2 separate regions of the Sus scrofa genome follow, and region 1 is linked to region 2. Evidence: chromatin contacts called from public Hi-C data. All regions are on one chromosome and are shown on one strand. Each heading gives the region's core, a stretch centred on a gene start, on an enhancer-like site or on the middle of the called end of the contact. The rest is flanking DNA. Distances are from core to core; before and after follow the strand shown.

Evidence for each region. Hi-C and Micro-C count contacts between places; a contact is called where the count stands out from the background.
Region 1: a Hi-C map of embryonic fibroblasts shows a contact between it and region 2, with 5 times the contacts expected there. The contact joins the enhancer-like site here to the promoter of EGR3 in region 2. A contact is called at or near these places in 11 of 47 Hi-C or Micro-C datasets (blood, embryonic fibroblasts, epiblast stem cells and 4 more) and 1 of 2 datasets of contacts at active chromatin or transcription factors (skeletal muscle).

The regions. Positions count from the first base shown.
Region 1 is chr14:7,005,536-7,008,598 of Sscrofa11.1, reverse strand. All of the region lies in intron 3 of PEBP4 (phosphatidylethanolamine binding protein 4), which reads left to right. Among named protein-coding and RNA genes, the nearest start is that of EGR3, 59 kb to the right of the region's middle. Within about 2 kb of position 1,413, at least 23 of the 83 cell types and tissues checked have an H3K27ac peak or open chromatin away from gene starts, as enhancers often do. A contact at or near this core is called in embryonic fibroblasts, omental adipose tissue and skeletal muscle, where this site is marked.
Region 2 is chr14:6,947,211-6,950,085 of Sscrofa11.1, reverse strand. It overlaps EGR3 (early growth response protein 3), which reads left to right and starts at 1,579. Exons shown (of 2, transcript XM_021072993.1): 1 at 1,579-1,858. The coding sequence starts at 1,705.

The DNA of each region.
Region 1 (3,063 bases), core at 164-2,663, 59 kb before region 2:
AGCTATCTTGGAGCTTTTTCAGCCACTAAGTCAGGCCTCAAGAAGCGCACCCCAATTTGCTGTGTCTCAGGAGTGATTCTAGCCCACACCCGTCAAGCTCACTAACTGCCTTCGAGGGCAGGGATGCCTGATCTCCAGGCCCAGCTCTCTCACCAGGCAGCTGTGCAACCTAGCACAGGCCGCCTTCCCTCTCTGTGCCTCCCTTTCCCCCCTGGGAAATGGAGTCAGCAATGCCCACCCCCTCCGCAGCCCACATGGGGCGCTGGGAGAGTGGATGAGATCATGTCTGTGTGCTACTTGGCGGAAGGAAGCAGCGGGAGGAGAACAAGGTAGTATTCTTTTCTGGACCTCACTGGGCAGTTGCCATGAAGTTGCTGTGATATACAAGCCTTTCAAAGGCCTCCGGAACCCGTCCCAGGAATGCCATGGGAAGGCAGTGTGTCAGAACCAGCTTGGGCTTCCGAGTAGCTGGGGGGGTGAGTTCAAAGCCCAGCTCAGCCACTTACCAGCTTTGGCAAACCACCCAATTGCTTTCGGCCTCAGTTTCCTCTCCTGTAAAATGGGAATAACCCTAACCACAGAAGGTTGTGTGGTTAAGGATTAAATAAAATAATGCCCGGCATTCATGACTAAGAACGCTGTGGGCCTTGTCAGGACACCTCTTTGTGTTTCTCCCTGGACCATCTCCAGATAAGCACAAATGTCCTACCGCACCCCTTCAGGACAGCCTCAGCAGGAGGGACGAGCTGGCCTTACCAAGCTCCTCCTTTTGAAAAGTGAGAACCGGGGCAGTGAGCACAGGCCTTTCCCAGCATTGCCCAGGCAGCCTGTGACCCACAGAGTGCAGGGTCTGAGGCCAGAGGACTGGGTGAGGCCGGGTGGTCCCTGGAGCCCTGTCCCCTTGGGCAGTGGGGGAGGGGCCCCAGCCTTAGCACCCAAAACTCTCAGCCCGGCCAGCTGTCCAAGGGCAGCAGGCCCCAACACCCTTCACCTCACCAGGTGCAAAGTGAAGGCCTCAGTGAGCCCCAGGCAGAAACGAACTGTCCTGGGGACAGATAGGCATAAACTGTCCTCCTGGTCTCTTTTTGTAGGACAGGAAGGGACACAAAGTTGGGGGATTGGACGCATAAAGAAAAGGTCTCATCGGAAAGGAGTGGTGATGGGGCCGTGGTTGAGGTTGCAGCCGAGGCAAGCAAGGAAGCTGAGAGATCCTTCCAGCAGAGGGTGTGAGAACCAGCCACAAAGCGGCTGAGGCCTCCTGCAGCTCACACCAAAGCTGCTGAGCCAATCTGGCCGACGGTCTGAATTAGTCACCAGTTTTGACAAGGAGTTGCATCAGTTACATAACAGCCTCCCTTGCTCTCCAGTGGGTCTCCTGAGCTGGGCTCTCTCTGGGTGAAGGTGCTGGCTGGTGCAGGGTGAGGGGGTCACCATGTGAGAGCGCAAGGGCCTAAGTTTCCGGCAAAAGTCCTCCCCAGGCCTGCTCCGGCCCTGCAGGGCCAGAAGGAGGCGCCAGCTGTTCACCTCCTGTCTGAGTCTTTGCCACCCTGCCTCCTGAGCAATCCCACGCTAGCCTTGCAACCCTAAGGCTCTGTGCTCTAAGCCTTAGCAGGAAAGATGCCTCAGACGAGGAGTTAAATTGTTCCTCCACTCACGGCAGCTCAGAAGCCCTCGGAGCACTTCCCCTGCTTAATTGGTTATAAGACATCATTATAATAATTATTATCAATAAGCATTTAGTGAGCACCTTTGGTTGTGCCCTGTTCAAGGTATTGGTGGGGCTACAAAGGTGAATAAGACACATGTATGCAGCAGCAGAAGTAACTTGAAATTATAACGCCTTTCCTCCAGAAGGAGAGCACTTTCCATGAAAGAACTCAAAGCCATGACCCCCACTTCCTGCTGAGGGTCAGATGTGATCCCTGCATTGAGGGCTGGAGAAACCAGCCTTGACCTGAGAAATGCCCGGAACAGTGTAGGCTTCTCGTGATCGAGTGGATTTATCCATCCACTGCTCATGGCTAAGTGAAGAGCAATAAATGTTTAACAGTATTAATAATGGGTGATGGTGATGATGATGACAAAAATAATGTCAGAGGAGTTCCCATTGTGGTTCAGCAAATTAGGAGCCCGCTAGCATCCATGCAGATGCAGGTTCAATCCCTGGCCTTGCTCAGTGGGTTAAGGATCCGGCATTGCCATGAGCTATGGTGTAGGTCAAAGACGAGGCTCAGATGTGGCGTTGCTGTGGCTGTGGTGTAGGTCGCAGATGCAGCTCCAATTAGACTCCTAACCTGGGACTTCCATATGCTGCAGGTGCAGCCCTAAAAAGCAAAAAAAAAAAAAAAAAAAGAGCAAAATAATAATAACAATGTCAGAGAAGAGTACATGTGTCCCATTCTGCCCCCAAGTCCTTGGGACTTCAATCCTTCCTTCCTTCCTATTGGCTTTTCTGTTACACTCACAAGATAATAGAAACAAAGGATAGAGGCTTGGGAAACATTTAAGAATCATTCACACAGACTCCAAGCAGGACTTGACTAACTGGTCCAGGAAGTCACCATTACAGCAAGTGGGTGAACACAGGAGTCCTGAGTGAGGTGGGGGCTTCTTGGGCCCATCCTCCCCTTCCCAAGCCTGATTTAAGGGATAGTCCCCAGCCCAGGCCCCAGGGGATAATGGTAACTTCAAAGGCCCATTCCCTGCCAATCATCCTTCCAGATTTGTGACAATTAAGAACCAGCAGAGATCAGACCTCACCAGTCCAGCCTTCCCTTTGTACAGCTGGGAACACAGAGGCCCAGACAGGAGAAGTGACTCAGTCAGGGCCACACAGCAGAGCTGGGACTCCAACTCCCACTCTTTTATCACACTGTGAAAACCAGCAGAGGTGATGGAGAGGACGGGTGAAGGGGAACTGTCAGGGGCCCCCACTTGCAGATTCCACATGACCCACAGTTCCTGCCTCTCAGGCTCCATAGCAAGCAGGTGACAGCTTTGCACAGAGGAGGAGCAGCTGCCCCAAAGAGGACATGTGAGTGGCCGTGATGCCAAGTCAGTGTG
Region 2 (2,875 bases), core at 330-2,829:
CCCGGCCGCGCGCGCTCCAGGAGCAGGCCTCGGGGAACATATCAGCCGCCCCCGGGATTTGCTGCTGCTGCTGCTCGGGGAGGTGACAGCTTTCGGGGTCGGCAAACAGGCGGCCCTTGACAGCAGGGCGCTGGCAGTCAGCAATGGGAACAGCCCTGTGGAAGGCGAGGGGGAAGGTAGAGACTAGGGGAGGTCGCCGCTGTGGCTCAGAGACTGTGGGTTCAGCAGACTCCTGCCGCAACTCCGCGGCGGGCCCTTCGCAGGCAGCAATAGACTGAGTCTGCGCCTGGGCCTGCTGAGCCCTCCTGCCATCCCGTGGCCAAAGGGGGTGTTTGGAACCGTGAGGAAATTTGTGGAGGATTTGGTGCACGTGTTTCCTACCCCCTCAACTTCATTCCTCCTTCTTCGTCACCAAAACTGCACATCCTCGACCCCAAATATTCGAGGTTCTCGCCTCCCGCGCAGTCGCTCTGCAGCTACGAACCTCCCCACCACTGCGCTCAGCTGGGTGTCGGCACAGGGTCAGGGGCCCGAGGAGCAGCAGGAGTGTGGGCGGCGAATCACAGGGAGGGTGGCACAAAATTTCCTGGGACACTGGACCAGAGATCCCTGACCCGCTAGACTCCTCCTCAGAGGGACTTTTTCCCAGCCCCGGGCAGGATCCTGGGCGCGAGAAGAGCGGCGGGGCAGGGTCGGTGCGCACACCTTCCGGGTTCCCCAGAAGTTCCCGGGCAGTGAAGAGACCCCGCCGGGTGTTTTCAATTCTCTTTCTTCCTGCTGGGGGTGCTGGAGGCCACTTGGAAACAACGCCACCTCTGCGGCCCCCAGTCCTACAAGCGCGCTCTCCTAGTGCAGACATCAAATAAACATACACGCGGCTATTGGTCTTTCAACCCGGCGCGGCGCGCTTTACGCTTTCCGTACAGTTACATCGCTCTTTCCTCTCTCCTCTCGAATTTTCCTTCTTTCTTCTCTACTGTTTCTCTCTCTCTCTCTGTTTTTTTTTAAGATCCGCGAGCGGTGCGGGCGCCGCACGTTGGCTGCGGCCCGCTTCCTGCTTTCTAATGTTCCATTGTGAGGAGCTTCCATTGTGACGTCGCGCCCCTTCGGCTGGGCTTTGTCTGTCCATATATGGGCAGCTACGTCACGGAGCTTTCCCGGGGCTCAGATAAATAGGCTGGTGGAGTTCCCTGGCTGGGAGCTTTTGGGCAGCAGTGAGCTTGCTAGGAAGCGGCGGGGCTGGTGGTGGTGGTAGCAGCGGCAGCAGCAGCGGCAGAGGCGGCGGCGGCGGCGGTGGCGGCGGTGGTGGATCGGGGGGCGGGGGGGCCGCGGGCGCGCGTCTGTTTGTGATATCAATACTGAGGCCGCGTCCGACCCCTTGGGCCGAGATCCCCCCCCCCAGCTCAGCCCCCGTCCACCCGCCGCACACGCCCCCCCCCCACGACCAAGCCTCTACGACACCAGCTGAGACACCAAGAGGATTACCCTCCTTTGCCCTCTCTCCCACCCACCCCCCAAAAAGAGAAGATCCCCTCCCCAGGCCCACCCCTTCCCCTCTTCCCTCCCCCTCCCCCCGAACTTTCCCTCTCGCATGCTTTTCCCCTGCACCACGGATCGCCTCTCGGATGCCGCTTGCCTGGAAGCTGCGTTAGGAGCGAGCGGCGGCGGTGGCGGCGGTGGCGGCGGCGGCAGCTCGGGAGTGCTATGACCGGCAAACTCGCCGAGAAGCTGCCGGTGACCATGAGCAGTTTGTTAAACCAACTGCCTGACAATCTGTACCCCGAGGAGATCCCCAGCGCGCTCAACCTCTTTTCTGGCAGCACCGACTCGGTAGCCCATTACAATCAGATGGCTACAGGTAAGGGCGGCGGGGAGGCGGCGAGGCAGCGAGGAAGGAAAGGGAGAGAGGAAGAGGAGGAGGGAGCGAGCTAGAGATAGATAGATGGATGGATGGATGGATGGAGAGATGGGGGGCGCGCTGGGAATTTTCCGGGGGGCGAGTTGCTTTTCCCACCCACTCCTCCCGCCCTCCCTGATCGGGAAGGCTCGGTTGGCTACGCCACGGTAGAGGCTTCGGTTCTCCCGGGTGGGGGCAGCCGCCGACCGAAGGGAGGTAGGTGCGAGCGGCTCTGGGGTTCTCCACTTAGGGGGCGCGATCGCCGGGCTGCGCGCAAGGCGTAGTGCTGTCGCCCCCTTTCTCGGGAGGAGCCCAACGTCCCTTTCACCCGCGCTCTCCCCCCTTACTCCCTCAGCCTCCCACCCGGGATGGAGCCATGTGCGGCGTGGAGTCCCCGCGGTGGGAGAGGTACTGCGACGCTGCCTTTCCAGGGCGTTCAGCGAAGCCGTGGGGGTGTGGGGATGTGGGGACGGCGGGTAGGGGAGAAGGTGGGGGGCCACCCATGCGGGGGCTTCCACGGGCTCGATCCCCGGGCGGAGGAGCTTGGGAAGAGCGGCCACTCCCGTCATGGAGACACTGGCCGGTTTTCCACCGCCCTCCACTCTCGCTTAGCTGAGGCTGGGCTTTCCCCCTCCCGCAAGAGCCGAAAGCTCCTTCAGGCCCGGAGGAGACTGGGGCTAGGGGAGGCGGCGGGAGAGCTCCTTTTGCGGGCAGCACCCGTCTATGCGCCGAGGACAAAGCGTCGGAGCGCTCTGGGTCAGCGACCTGGGCGCAGAGCGCACGGGGGGCTTCGTCGGGGCAGGAAAGGCGCGGCGTCCGGCGCGGACAGGGCTAGGGGAAGAGGCCGAGTTGCGTGTGCTAGAGAGCGAGAGCCACACGCACTCCGGGTCTGAAACTACCTGTAGCTGCAGCTACCTGCCAGCCCCACCTCAGGAATAACAACAATGCTTCTCGCGCGCGCGCCTGTGTATGTGTATG